4 separate regions of the Mus musculus genome follow, and all the other regions are linked to region 1. A link is a contact called in public ChIA-PET, HiCAR-type and promoter capture Hi-C data. All regions are on one chromosome and are shown on one strand. The core of a region is the stretch at or near the end of the contact, and the rest is flanking DNA. Distances in the headings are between cores, read along the strand shown. Region 1 holds the start of Pstk (phosphoseryl-tRNA kinase). Region 2 has its middle 57 kb from the start of Cpxm2. Region 3 holds the start of Btbd16 (BTB (POZ) domain containing 16). Region 4 has its middle 37 kb from the start of Plekha1.

Region 1 (3,604 bases), core at 345-2,844:
ATACAGGTAGTTTTGTGTTTTGAGGGATGGTGAGAGGAGAGTGGTTCTGCAGTCAAGACTGGAGGAGATACAAAAGGGCAGGAGAGGAGCCCTGCTCTTGCCCTATCTACAAAAAAGTACCCCAGATTAACCCAGAGAAGGAAATGTGTGTCACTGCCTAAAGGGTGGAGATTTTCTAACCACACTGACCAAATAAGGCCTGGGGTGGGGGGCGGGGGAGGGAGTGGAGAAAATAAAAATGCAGTAATAAAGGCGAAGGCAAGCCAATCCTCATCAGTAACCATTATCTTCCTCCAACGTGGCGGGAGTCCTACCTACAAGTTACCCAATTACAATGCTGTTGTTGTCCTCAGAGCCAAAGCAGAAGCGGCATCTTCTGATGAAGAAATACATGTTTCCCACATTCCAAATACACTGAGGCTTTGCATATACTTATCTTTGTGTGCGGGTACTCTGAATATACTTAGAAAATGTAGTCATCCTATTTGCCTTAAATTCATGTAACTTTTCTACACCTGAGCACTAAGCAACAAATGTAACAATTTAAGATGTCAGGAGATATCTGCTTTAGAGTTAAGTATGCAACTGGAGACCGGACTCTATTGCCATGTAGTCGGCTTCCAGCAGGGGTGCACCTCACTGGGGTGTAAATGCAAGGATTAAGGAGTATATACTTGGCACATACAATTCAAGCTTATCACTCCACCTGGCTGTCAACCAAGAAATCACCACGTTTTTCAATACTATTGGCAGACCAGGCCCTTGGTTTGGTAAAACTTTCCTGGAGGGACCTAGCAATTTTGTTATTTATCACTTGTATTCTTTATTCTCATGGGGAGTTCCAAAATGGTACAGAGCTACAGAGCTCCAGTCCTACAGATTCTGGTTTTAACCTTTTTTTTTTTTTTTAAAGATCCCTTTCTTTGCCTAGGTCCTAGGCGCTACGGAGAAACTACCAAGGGATTATTATCAGGGTGTATCTGCCTAGGATGTCTACCTTGTACACTAAATGTAAAACTTCACTCTGCCTTAGGACTCTTGTACGGGAGGGGTCTGGGTGATCCTTGAGCTCGGGAGTTTGAGACTAACCCAGACAACATAGCTAGGCCTTATCTTAAAGCTCCACTGCATAGAATATGCAGTATGTGAACGTACCAAATTTGGCATAAACACCTCTACAAAGCTCTGACCATATTATTCCGAAAAAGGTCTACAGAGCGGAGCTAGCCAGCTCCCCTAGCCACCGGCTCCGGTCAGGCTTCCCTTCCCACCCAGGCACTGCAGGATCCACCCACAGCCTCACCGCCTGGGCCGAGCCTGCAAACCCGTCCGCCCCCACCCGATGCTGACCCGAGGCTGTGTGCCATCGCAGTCCGGGAGCGCAAGAGGCAGCACATCGTCGTAGGAGAGGACGCCCACGGCCCAACCCCGCTCCCGCCGCAGGCGGAGGGCCAGCGCACGTGCAAAAGTCGACTTTCCGGCCGCCGGCAAGCCGCAGAGGACGCACAGTCCTAGTTTGGGCTGTCCGTCTCTGCGAGTGGCCCCACGAGCCGCCGCGGTCTTCATGCCCTTGCTGCAGTCTCCAGAAACCTTTGCGCCGGGTGCGCAGGCGCAGTGCCCCAGCACCACGCCGCGCCCTCTGGCGACGTTGAGGAGGAGCAACAAGCGAGGATGCGAGTCCAGAGAAGATGCCTTAGTCCAGGCTGCTACTCAGGTGGCCCTCTGGACCTTGTGAATAACATGTGTCAGCTGTCCCTGACCCTAGTACCCTAGGCCAGGTGTCCTTGGCGCTTCTTTTCATACTTTCTGGACACTTTAAGGGTCCCAGAGTTGGGTTTACTCCAGATGTTATCAACTTCCCTGCCCCACCTTCAAGCCATTAGGGTTTCCTGTTTGGTTTGGTTACGTTGGGCATCCTCTGTACAAAGAGAGACTAGAAACCTTTAAAGGAAGGCTTTGAAAGGTAAAGTGCGGGACATCAAATAGGCGGTGAAGCGAGGACAGCATATTTCTCTCTCTCTTTCTGGGCTTGAAGGGAGCAATGGTTGAATATTCCTGAGTCCTGGGCTGCCAGGTGGCAGCTAGTGGGAAGAAATAGGACCGGAAATGCACATCCTTATCCCCAATACATGCTGGCAGAAAACTCGGATTATAGAATTTTTTTTTTTTGTAAATATTAGCGAGCTTGGAGTTGGGGTATGATCCCAGCACTCAGAAAGGAGCTGCGCATAGGAGCATAGCAGCACACAGGAGGAGCAAGAGTTTGAGGCAAGCCTGTGCTACAGGAGACTGTGTCAAACTCTTTACCCTTCCTAAAAACACAGACTGACAGACCTCAGAGAACTACCAAATAAAAATGTGTGAGAGGGGTGTGGTATAAGAAAAATAAGCTTTTATGGTACTTTTTATTCATAAAAGATGTGTTCAAACTGTAGTCATCACTCAAGAACAAAATCAGTGCGTGCTGAAGTGAACTACAGCTGACATAAGAAGGGTGGTACATGCCTCTGGAGGGGCAGTAAGGAGAGTCATGGTAAGTTCAAGGCCAGCTTGGTCTACAAAGAGAATACAAGACCAATCAGAGCTACAGTGTGAGTGAGACCTGTTCTCAAAAGACCAAACAAAAATAAGAAGCAAAACCCAGAGGAGAATTGGCTGCTAAGTGTGGTGTGGTGCATGATGAAGTGCATAACGTTCTCTGTCTCTCTTGGTTGGAGAGGAAAAGCTCTTCCTCTCACATGGTTGCCATTGGCCCAATACAAGGGCCTATCCTAAACCATTTGCTTCTCTTCATCCTTCTCCATACCCACACAAGTTTCCTTGGTTTTTCAGGCAACAAAATCATGGCTATTTTGGGAGAATATATATGTGTATATATATATAATATATTTAATATGAAATATTATATATATATAACACATTCAACTAATTCTTAACAAATCCTTTATTCTTGAGAATTCCACACAGGTATACAATGTAATATGAATTTATTTATCCCTACTATTTTCTTCTTCTACCATGTACCATGTCAGAAGGTGTGAATAGCAAAGCTGCTTGTGCCTGTAACCCAACATTTCAGGTTGGAGACAGGTGTACCCAGAGAGCTGTGAAAACCCGGGTGAAACCCCATCTCAAGGCAACCGACAGGAATGGCTTCCCTCTGCCCTCTGTATGCACTTGTGTAACTGGACACACCCCGTCAAATGCTTGTACCATGAACATACACTATATTTCCCTACACGATGTTCAAGTTTACATCGAGGTTCACTTTTCAATTGTATATTCTTAGTTGTACTTTGAAGTGATAGCAAAACCCAAGGCTTCACATATACTCAATAATTCCATCAACTGAGCAGTAATGTCTAGAAATTATTCAGGATCAGTCTACTTGCAATCATTACAGATTTAAACATTTATTGACCCTAGATCAAGTTCATTACTTCAAAAAAAAAAACTATGAAGTTTGCTCTCCTCTTTTCCACTAAAGTAATAGAAAGCACTGTTGTCTACCCAGTTAACCTGTTTCCCTTGGTTCTTGCCTCTTCTTTACCCTCAACTTGCCAGCTTCCTCCATTTTCTCTTCAAAATACATTTCCATCTTCAG
Region 2 (3,604 bases), core at 320-2,819, 840 kb before region 1:
TCACTGAGTAGCTGGAACGAATGACACAAATTTACACTCAATTCCCAACCTTTCAAATTGAGTTGGAGTTGAAACCGTAGATCACTTTTGCTGGCAGCTGACGTTTTGTGTTCTCCCTTATGGCCAGCAGGGGGCGGGCTGGGCCTGGGAATGTGCTGGGATGCTCCCTCTCCACCAGCTACATGCAGTTTCCCCAAATCCCCTAGGAAATCGGGGCTGGCCTCCTCCACGGCCCCACTCTCCACCAGTTAGGGGCAGGCCGCTTTCCTCCCCACCAAAAAATAACTCTGGAATTCTGGGCTTTGGCTTTCCTGTAGGGCCAGTCTATTCCAGGGACTGGAATCTGTCTCTTGGGGGCTCAAAGCCAGCATCTTCTGACAGGGCTGGATCCCAGCCTCCCTTCCACTGCCCTTATGAGGACATTCTGAGTTCCCACAGTAAATGTAGCTCCTGGTGAGTCTCAGAATCAACTCTTGCCAACAACACTCTCCACTCCAGTCCATCCTATGCAGGAGCAACCTTCTCTATGACTTGGTTTTCTCACCTGCAAAATGGGACTAAAGTAGAGTACAGTAGAGTATGATTGTAATCTCCATGCTAGGGAAGTTCAAGGCTAGCTTGGGCAGCTTGCTGAATCTTAGGCTATCCTGAGTTAGATGACATTCTGATTTAAAAAGCCACAAAGGAGTGTGTGTGTGTGTGTGTGTGTGTGTGTGTGTGTGTGTGTGTATGTAACAAGGTTACATAGCCAGCCTGGGCTACAGGAAAACCTGCCACAAAAAGGCATGTGTATAGGTTAGGAAGGGGCTGGAGAAATATCTCAACAGTTAAGAATGTTTGCTGCTTACCCAGAGGGCCCAATTTCAGTTCTTGTCACCAGTTTGGAGTGGTTCATAATGGCTTCACTCCAGCTCCAGGGGACCCAACACCAATGTCTAGCCTTCCATATGCTCGGCACACATATTGCATGCATGCAATATGTGCCCACAGACACCTAATTTTTTTTTAGAAAAGGAAATGATAAAAGAGACTAAACCACTGTTAAATGCTTAGAAGTAGCTTAGCACTGAATCTATGAGAGATGCTGTAGGCATGGATGCCTGCAGTTCTTGGAGACTGTGGGACATGTTTTCCTTTGGCACTTGCCAGTGGACCACACAATGATGTCATAGGGTGCAGCATATGGTGCTTGCTAACCTACTACCAATCAGAAATAGCCTGAGCCTGGTTTGCCAGCCAGCAAGCCCAGGTCAGCTGGCCTCAATACCCAGCACTTGATTTCGACTCCAGACTGTGAGACTCTTGTGCCTGTGTGCTGAGGAGGGAAGTGGATGGAGGTTTTCTGCTGTTGCTCTGAATGCTAAGGTTGAGTTTCAGCCCAGACTCTTGAAGAGGAAGGAAACTTTGAAATTCTATACAAGTAGGGCTCATTCCAGTAGCCCCCAGAGGTATGCCAGGCTTCTGAGAGCTCCTGAGAGCCGCCAAGTCTTCCTTACATCTCCATGAATGGGTAAAACTGGGCAAAGGCCATAGACACAGGCAGGGTTTGAGTGCCAGCCAAGAGAGGCTCAGGGCATGATGGGAAGGACAGAAACCTTGTCCAGATGCAATCAGATGCTGTTCTGTGTGGGTCACCAAAGCACAGGAAACCAGGCGCTGGGCTCCTCACTGCACAAGGCTCTTTTGTTGAGCCTAATCCCTGTTGACCAGGCTTGGCCTCAAGGTTCTGTGCAGGGCCCTCCCCACCAGGCCCACCCCAGCTCTTTCCAGCCAAAGCCCCCGGGACGAGCTCAGGTTCCCTTTGGCTTCAATGGTAGAGACCAGATCTTGGCTGAGTCTGCCCCCATTTTAAGAGACTCTTTATTGCGGACAGGGCCTGGGTGTGCACACTGTATGAATTCCAACATAACCTCTTTTGTTTTTACCCTTCTTGCTCTGTCTGTTTTCCACTGATGGCCTTAGTCAGCTGAAATATTAATTACATAAAGATGGCCGGGCTGTCAAGCTGGAGAGGTTCTAGTCTGACTCCCTCTTTAGCAGACCAGGAACAGGCCCGAGAGGGAGATCCTTGCTCTAGGTCCCCCAACTGCTGCAGAGGCTCCTGACCCTCATCCCTGATCTCGGCTTCATTCTGTCTAGTGATAGACAAACTCCCTGTTTTAGGTTCCGAGTTCTCTGCAAGTGGCAAAACTCTCTTAAGACCCGAGAACGATATGGAGGGCAGGCCAGAGCGTGGGCCCTCTGGGGAGGGAAGTAGGGGTAGCTGAAGGACCCCTTGATCTGAGTGTGAGGGAACAGGACAGGGCACAGGCCCCTCCCTCCCTTGATCGAATCATTCGTCCAAAAGGGACCCCAGAAATGTCTTCAGACTAGAAAGGGACAGGGTCTGGAGGCTCCTGTGATAGGCTGTGAAAGGGGAACTTAAAAACACGGGGACTCTAGGAGCTCATGAGTAGACGGAAACCTGTTTCCCATCTGTAAAGAAGCAGAGCAGGTGAAGTGGAGTTTGGGGAAGCGGCGCGTGCTCACGGGCAGCTGAGGGTTGGGTGTTGTGGGCCTGGCACGTGGCACAGGGGCAGTAGAAGGGTTGAACAGAGAGATATTGTGTTTTTCTGGGAGCAGTGGGCATATTCTCGAGTGGAGCAGTGGGCATATTCTCGAGTGGAGAGCGGGGGAGGGGGGTGATGGAGTTAGGCCTAACTCACTCCCTCTCTCTTGGGAACCAGCTGGGAGAGTCGACAGGAATCTTCTGTAGCTTGCGCCTTCTTTGGATGCTCCTCCTGTCCGGTTGGTTTGACAGAGTGGGGACTAAATGGATCCTAACACTAAGACTTGGTACTGTCAGCCATGGTCAGCCTGGACCACGCTCCTTGTGGGGAGAGTTGCCTCCAGGTCTAGATAGATGGTCAGGAGCCCCTTGCACAGGTGTGAGCCACACAGGCTACTCAGAGCAGCTAAGGTGACTCTGGATCCCAGGCTTGGAGTCCTGTTTCCATGGAAACCAGCTCTTGCTGATGCCCCTCTCTTCCCAGGCTTCCCTGGGGCTGCTGGGTTCAGGCTCCAGGTGCCAAGTAACCGAGGATTCCTCCCAAACTCAGTTTCCAGAGCATTGCAGGGCTGGTTGGGAGAAGAGTGCAATTTTCTAAGCAGAATTTTCCAGATTAGGTAAGATGGGGGGCGGGGCCCGGGCACTTTCGATGTGACTATAGAATAGAGACCTAGTATCACGCTGAGGCTGGTTGGTAAAACTGAGGATTTGGGTCAGGTGTAGCTTCCCAGGCCCTTGCTGAAGGGAAGTGTAGGCCAAATGTCACCGTGCAGACCACATTCCCGTTCCCGCACTTCTGTTTCAATCAGAGTGAAGGGCAGGATCCCCACATTAGTAAGCAGCTGGCCTCCCTTAAATAGCTATGGTCCAGGCGGGTGTGATTTGCCACAGTCTACAGAAAGAGCCCTGAATTGGGAGGCCTAGGACTCATCAGTCTCCAAGCAGGGCAGGCAGCCGCAGCTTGGACCCCAACTGCAGCCCCTCTCCTCAAGGCTGCTTCTCTGCCCTGAGTCACTAAGAGTAGTAACAAGACTCCAGGTACAGACTCCCACGGGG
Region 3 (3,604 bases), core at 336-2,835, 600 kb after region 1:
CAAACACACACACACATACACACTACATACCACACTAAATACACAAACACACACACATACACATAATACACCACACTAAATACATACATACACACACACACACACACATACACACTACACCACACTACACAACACACACATACACACACACACACGACCACACTACACAGCACACAAAACACATACACACCACTACACAGCACACATACACACACATACCACACACCACACTGCACATCTCACACACACACACACAGCACATAGCACACACACACCACACCACACAGCACATAGCACACACCACACACACACACACACACACACACACACACACACACACACACACTGCCCCCTCCACACACACATACTTTTGTTCATGGCTGGAATCATAGCTGCTTCTCTGACCTGTTTTTCACACAGAAGTCAGAGGGACCCTGCACCTCTCCAGCTAAAACCCTTGGCCAACTTTCCACATATGAGCTCTGCATCTTCATCGTGGCCCAGAAGCTTCTAAGGAGAGAGGAGTGGGTTCCAGGCAGACTTCATACAGAGCTGGTCAGCATATGAAGAAATGTTCCTGCCAGGGCCCTCCATAGAAAAAAAGGTCATTTCAGTTCAGAGGTGGCTGCCTAGCTCCTCTTTCTTTCTTTTCTTTCTTTCTTTCTTTCTTTCTTTCTTTCTTTCTTTCTTTCTTTCTTTCTTTCTTTCTTTCTTTCTTTCTTTCTTTCTTTCTTTCTTTCCTTCCTTCCTTCCTTTCTTTCCTTTCTTTCTTTCTTTCTTTCCTTTCTTTCTTTCTTTCCTTTCTTTCCTTTCTTTCTTTCTTTCTTTCCTTTCTTTCTTTCTTTCCTTTCTTCCTTTTTTTCTGAGACAGGGTTTCTCTATGTAGAGAAGAACTCACTTTGTAGACCAGGCTGGCCTCGAACTCAGAAATCCACCTGCCTCTGCCTCCCGAGTGCTGGGATTAAAGGCCTACGCCACCATGCCTGGCTCTAGCTCCTGTTTCTTTTACACAAGAGTCTTCCTGGCTGACCTTGAACCCCAGGAGTATCTTAGTAGCACTGAAATGTATTTTTATTTTTGTCTCACTGGGAGCTGTGCCCTCTGTGGGCTTTAGTTGTTGCTCCCTTGGTCCTCTGGTGAGGAAGCTGTCTGTGACCCTCCTTCAGCTCCCAGCCAGGAACCTCTGAAATGCCTCCTTGCCCTGGTGGAGCTATGTGCAAACAGCTCCCATCACTGGGTGACCCCTTGGTCTCGGCTGTGGATGAGGTACCAGTCCCACTTACAGTTCTGCAGTCCTGCTGCCCACGGGGACGGTCACAGAGGTTGAGAGTGAAGCAGAGGGGTGCTGGTTGCACTGGTCTCGGAACCAAGGGAGAGTTGGAGGCTGGGCACCTTCTGAGCCTGAATCTTGAACGCTCTCATGACACCTGGGGCTCACCCCTTCTCCTACGGCGATGCTTTGCTGGGGGAGCCTGCCTTTGGCTTCCTGGGGGTAGTTGTGGGTACCATGGCAACAGCAGTCAGATTCTAAGGACTTCCTGTTCCGGGTTCTGGTGTTATCTCAGCTTGAGGCTTCAGGCTTTCTGCTGAGGGGTGACAGGGCTATCAGAAAACAGTTTGTCACTAGCATAACCATGCCTGGCTGCCAAAATATTTTCGCAACAAAAGTAATTTGAATTCCATGTCCAAAATTAGCCTTAATTAATTCTACATTAATATTTTTTGTGTGTGTGTATCCCCTCCCCCATTCCTGTGCCTTATTGATAATGTGTCTTATTGATAACTGTGTCTCTTGATGTGGGAGAAAGTGGTGGGTAGTGTAGCCAGCCCTCTGACAGACATTAGGGTCTCAAAGTGCAAACCTGCAACTGGGCTATGTTCCTTTGCAGGGGAGCGAGCTACACACACACACTTGGAGAGCCTTTGCCGCACTTCCCATACCACCAGATACACACTGTCTGCTCTCCAACCTGGAGTCTGGTCTGTCGCTTCCCTCCTAGCCCAGTGCCACGATGATGGCGTGATAGTGTGTGTGGAAGGAGGTGCCTCAGCGAAAGCTCTGAAGTACAGGTCTGCCCTGTTACTTCTGCCCTTCCCTTTACCTCAGACTTCCCCTATGTAAACTTTCTCTCCAATAGAGGCTTAACACAGGATTTGAATTAAGGTGTTTGAAATACAAGAACCTGACCCTCCTGATATCATACCTGCCCTCTGGATACTATTTCTGGTACTACTGGGGCTACTGGCTAAAAGACAACCCCTGAGCGCCTCCTATTGGCCACACTGGGAAAGTGTCCCAGGGAGCCACAGTCCTTACCACCCCTGAGCCCAACATTTGACCTTGATTGTATTGATCCCTTTCTGAAGCCTTTGGTTTAGAAGCCTTCAGCTCCCCGCTAGATTGCGCCATGGATCGCTCCAGAGCTGAGCTGTAAGCCAAAGTCAAATGCACAGAAATGGAAACTTTCTTGAATCGCTGGAGTTAGCATGGACTTCATGTGGCCTTGGCCACAAGCAATGTCACAGGAAGTCTAGCTGCTTTCCCTGCAAGTTCTACCTGGTGGCATCCACTTGCTGGCGATGTTGTCCACCCACCCCTATGGGAGGGAAACAGAAGGGTGGGAGGCAGAGCCACCATGCCAGCCTTAGGCCAATGTTCAGGGGGCTGCTTTCTGCCCCACCTGGTGTGTTCTGGATCCTGAGGGACTGGCTTCTGACAGCACCTGCTTAGTCTCCCAGAGGGAGAAGGTGAGCAAGTTCCTACAGGGAACAGAGCAGCTCCTCTGATGGCGAGGCCGTGTGTGCATGCTCAGGCAAAGATACATTTCCAGAAATGTGCTGTGAGGCCACAGTGAGTACTGAGTGTGGTTGGCAAAGGACTTCCCCATATAGAGCCAGCTTATGAAGACAGAGAGGTGGCTGTTCATGTGAGTGAACACACACACACACACACACACACACACACACACACACACACACACACAACTAGACTGTGGAGAGGGAAGTGTAGCCCAGTCAAAACAGTAAATGAACCTCCAACCAGGCCATAAAAAAAGATAGATGAATTATCTCACAAGAAATGAAAAATAATCTTCTTGGAACGGGTTGTGGGCTGCAGACCTACACTCCCAACACTGGGAAGTTGAGGCAGGAGTTCAAGGTCACCCATGGTTATAGAGGAAGTTTGAGGCCAGTCTATTAAAACGAACAAGCAAACAAGTAAAAGAATCATACGGTAGCCCACTATGCCTCAGAAGAGCACAGATATCTGGTGTGGAACAGCCTGTAATATCAGAAGACAGGCTGAGACAGGAGGACTCTAAAGCACAGAAAAAGAAGGCCATGGCCATATTTGCCCATCCCTTCCCCTGTGGGGAAGGACTACCTCAGTCTCATACCTCTGTGTTGACACAGCCCCTCAGAGTTCCAAAGGAGAAGCCAAGGGACTGGAAACACACACGGCTCCGTCCCTCAGTAAGGCAGATACTGGAGGAGCCAACACGGCTGTCCCCCACAACCTCTCACTCACAGCAGAGCATCCCCAGCAGGCAACACCAGAAGAGAGGTGGCCAAGCCCAGAACAAGTCTGAAGCCAGGCAAAGGC
Region 4 (3,604 bases), core at 550-3,049, 540 kb after region 1:
TCCTGCAGGGGGTAGCCTGCAAGGGATGATAGGCAGTTTGCCACACTCCTGGACACCAGGCCCCTGACATGAGGCCGAAGCTCTCCATAACTCTGTGACCAAGAGTCACGAAAGGGCAACGCCCCAAGCCCCTCCACAGGTAGAAAAAGTGACCATAGGTCAAGTAGCCTCAAGACAGATCTCCATTTTAATGAGGTACCTAAAGGCCTGGAAGCTTAGTCAATACAATCTCTTTCCCAGACACTCCTCCCTGCAAAAGGTATTTAACTTCAGGCCCGCCCTGGGAAAATGGAGTACAGTTTTCACATCGTCACTCTCTGCCATGACAATAAATGCCTTAAAACTATGGACTGGCCAGGCAGCGGTGGTGCACACCTTTAATCCCAGCACTGGGGAGGCAGAGGCAGGCAGATCTCTGAGTTCGAGGCCAGTCTGGTCTACAGAGTGAGTTCCAGGACAGCCAGAGCTACACAGAGAAACCCTGCCTTGAAAAAACCAAAAAAAAAAAAAAAAACAAACCAAAAAAACCTATGGACTGTCTCTTCTTATTGGGATTCGCTGAGCAGAGCAATGGAGCAGGCCTTTGTCTGAAGAGCAGCATCCAGTCTCCCGCAGGAGGCCTCTCTGTGATCCCAGCCGTGGACTCCAAGTCAAGCCGCCTGCCAAATAAGCCAAGGACTCGCTCGTCCTCGTGGGACCCTGTGGCCCCAGGCTAGATCCAGCCCTCAGGGCCCCCACTCCGTTCTCAGCTCTTCCACATTATCAAGTTGCCTGGGGTGCCCAAGAGTCTGAGAGCTATACGTTCCCAGTTCCCAGTCTCCCTGCAGGCCCGGGGACCCCCAGCCAACTCCAGCATTCCCCCAGGGAACTCAGACTGTGCTCCCCCACCCCCAGAGCAGGGTTCCTTGGCTTTTCACAGTCGGAAGCCCACCCAGTGCCTGGGGTGGGGTCTGCACAGTTAAAACTTCCGAGTCCTGCATTGCCCAAGGCCTGAGCGGACACAGGACCACACTTTTAACCCACAAACCCTGTCTTAAACAAACAAACAAACAGTGAGGAAGAATCTTTCTTACTTTTTAATGCTTTTTCCTCCTCCTCTGCCCCTCCTCCTCTTCCCCTCTGCATATGTGTGTGTGTGCTTAATTAATTAATTAATTAATTAATTAAGACAGTTAGACAAGGTCTTAATATGTTCTGGAATTCACTCTGTGGACCAGGCTGACCTTAATCTGAACTCATAGGAATCTGCCCCCCAAATTCTGGGACTAAAGGGACTAAAATAGAACCATATCCAGTTCTATTTTTTTAAGGCTGGGTCTCTCACTGGTTTGGCTAGGTGCTGGGCAGTGACCTCTAGGATCCCCCTGCCTTGGTCTCCCCGGCAGTGGGATGACAGGCACCCACCGCCACATCTGGCTTTTTATGTGGGTTCTGAGGATTCTAGCTCAACTCTCACTCTTGCCTGGCGAGCACTTTGCCCACTGAGCCATCCTCCCAGCCCACAATTCATTCTCACTCTGACAAGCCTGTGGTGAAGTTACTTCCCAATTGCCACAACCCCCGCTTCACGGGTTCAGCTGCTCTTCTGCTCCCAAGGGAGCTGCTAGCCCAACCATCTCATCCTACATCGGTGAAGCGGGCCCCAAGAAGGATGCAACCAAGCCTACAGGGCAGCAGTTTCAACCTTCAACAAGTACAAAATGACACCAAGCAGCCAGTGAGCAACAGGACCGATGTTCATCGAGTGTTTGCAACGTGCTTAAGTGACTGACGAGTAAGGTTGGCTTCTGAGGCTGAGAGTTTAGCTGACTGCCTAGAGCCACATAGCCAGTGAGTGGCAGAGGTAGGAGCCGACACTAGGTCAGCTGGTACCTGAGAGTTGCTGTGCACCAAGTGAATTGGGGACCAACTTCCCAGCACAACCCTTTCCTTTCTCATGGGCCTGGGAGGTGAGGTGAATGATGAGAAAGGCAGGCAGAGTTGGCTCCAGAAGCATACATAGGATGCAGTGTTGTCCAGTGCCCATGCCCATTACTGTGGGCACTGCAAGCATGGGTGGTAAAGCCCGACTCTGTGAAGCTTTACCTTGCGAGCAGAGCTCCTGAGAGCCTCTTGAGAATTTTTTGTCTCAAGGCTTACACTTCTCAAGTTCAGACACGGTATGGGTGAACTTGTCGCCTCTCATGCCAGATGTGTTAGTTTCGGTTTTAACCATTAAGCGAGGAGGACCCAGTGCTTCTAGGTGTGTGTTCTAGTTTCATTTCTGTTGCTACGACTAGAAGTAATTTTGCAGAGGAAAAGATGCATTTGATTGACACTGCCAGGTCCATTATTGAGAGAAGCCAGGGTAGACTCTCAAAGGGAGACCTGAAAGCCAGACCTACCAAGGGCGTCTACCAGCTGCTTCATTCACAAGCTCACGCTTAGTTAACGTTCTAATGCCACCCAGGACTGTCTGCCCAGGGAATGGTATTGCCCACAGTGGGCTGGACCCTTCTACATCAACTAAAAAGAAGACAATGACCCACAGACATGCATGCAGGCCAATCTGATCTAGGAAGTCCTCAGTTGAGACTCCATTCGCAGATGGCTCTGGACTGTGTCAAGTTGACAGTTACCTCTAAGACAGAGTTTTTCCAGATTGCCGATTTCAGCCACTGGAATTCTGGCTCCCAAGTTTGAGGTCAACTGTGCCCTCTGGTGGACAGGAGTGGATTCTCAGAATTAGAACAAATGGTTCTCCAGAGTGTGTGTGTGTGTGTGTGTGTGTGTGTGTGTGTGTGTGTGTGTGTGTGTGTGTGTAGTAGTGGGGTTTAGGGAAGGGGATGGGAGAAGGGGCTTCTTAGGGAAGCTGTATTGATACTGTATTAGAGGATGTCTTTTTTTCTTCTTTTTATCAGTGTGGTAAAATAGATTCCTAAACCTGATGTTTTGTGGGTGTTGAGGGTACTGGAAAGGAAGACAAATGCATGTTTGCGGCACCATGAGGAGCTTCATTGAGAAATGGAAGCTTCTAGACTGCAGTCTTTTCTAGCATCACCCACAGATTTCTTGCAACCATGCATTGCATAACCCATTTATAACAACAACAAACCCCCCAAAGAGCCCCCTCAAACCATGCCAGAGGGTGTCCCTGCCTAGCCCCTCAGTGACGGCGGTCCCCTCCGTCCTATTTTTTTTCTCTCATTATTCTTCAGTAACCTGGTGGTAAGCAACACTGACTTTTCTAAAGAGCTTCACTCCATGCCTGTCTGGTAAGCTGTACCTCCAGGCAACTGTGGTCAGATCTTAGACATGCTGTTGGATGAATGTGTGTGGCCACAAAGGATGCCTGTGATGATGAACAGGGATTGTCAACCTGACAGGATCAAGAATCACCTATGAGACAAGCCTCTCGGTGTTTCTCAGTGAGATCAAGTTAACTGAGGTGGGAAGACCCACCCTAAACGTGGGTGTCACCATCCACGGGCTGGGGCCCTGGCCTGAAAGGGAGGGAGAAAGTGGCTGAACATCAGCATCTATCTGTTTCCTGACTGCAGGGGCACCGTCACCAACTGTCACCAGCTGCAGGGGCACCATCACCAACTGTCGCCAGCTGCAGGGA

The links. Promoter capture Hi-C pulls out the DNA fragments that hold promoters and counts their contacts. ChIA-PET counts read pairs in DNA pulled down with a chosen protein or histone mark. HiCAR-type assays count read pairs that join an accessible place to other places.
Region 2: a contact with region 1 is called in a HiCAR-type map of astrocytes, with 4 times the contacts expected there. The contact joins the enhancer-like site here to the promoter of Pstk in region 1. A contact is called at or near these places in 8 of 39 promoter capture datasets (the 3T3-L1 cell line, the HPC-7 cell line, HPC-7-derived erythroid cells and 3 more), 1 of 15 datasets of contacts at CTCF or cohesin (pro-B cells), 4 of 115 datasets of contacts at active chromatin or transcription factors (astrocytes, embryonic limb bud, large pre-B cells and 1 more) and 3 of 9 other capture datasets (adipose tissue, liver and pancreatic islet).
Region 3: a contact with region 1 is called in a promoter capture Hi-C map of embryonic stem cells, with 2.7 times the contacts expected there. The contact joins the promoter of Btbd16 here to the promoter of Pstk in region 1. A contact is called at or near these places in 4 of 39 promoter capture datasets (the 3T3-L1 cell line, embryonic stem cells and trophoblast stem cells), 1 of 484 Hi-C or Micro-C datasets (cortical neurons) and 3 of 115 datasets of contacts at active chromatin or transcription factors (astrocytes, embryonic stem cells and pancreatic cancer cells).
Region 4: a contact with region 1 is called in an RNA polymerase II ChIA-PET map of memory CD8 T cells, with 5 read pairs. The contact joins the enhancer-like site here to the promoter of Pstk in region 1. A contact is called at or near these places in 3 of 39 promoter capture datasets (the 3T3-L1 cell line and 3T3-L1-derived adipocytes) and 2 of 115 datasets of contacts at active chromatin or transcription factors (large pre-B cells and memory CD8 T cells).

The regions. Positions count from the first base shown.
Region 1 is chr7:131,369,136-131,372,739 of GRCm38.p6, reverse strand. It overlaps Pstk (phosphoseryl-tRNA kinase), which reads right to left and starts at 1,594. Exons shown (of 6, transcript NM_001039534.1): 1 at 1,351-1,594. The coding sequence starts at 1,566.
Region 2 is chr7:132,210,211-132,213,814 of GRCm38.p6, reverse strand. No RefSeq gene overlaps it. Among named protein-coding and RNA genes, the nearest start is that of Cpxm2, 57 kb to the right of the region's middle. Within about 2 kb of position 1,569, at least 33 of the 459 cell types and tissues checked have an H3K27ac peak or open chromatin away from gene starts, as enhancers often do. A contact at or near this core is called in astrocytes, where this site is marked.
Region 3 is chr7:130,772,050-130,775,653 of GRCm38.p6, reverse strand. Btbd16 (BTB (POZ) domain containing 16) reads right to left here and starts at 1,585. Exons shown (of 16, transcript NM_001081038.2): 1 at 1,284-1,585.
Region 4 is chr7:130,826,651-130,830,254 of GRCm38.p6, reverse strand. No RefSeq gene overlaps it. Among named protein-coding and RNA genes, the nearest start is that of Plekha1, 37 kb to the left of the region's middle. Within about 2 kb of position 1,799, at least 51 of the 459 cell types and tissues checked have an H3K27ac peak or open chromatin away from gene starts, as enhancers often do. A contact at or near this core is called in memory CD8 T cells, where this site is marked.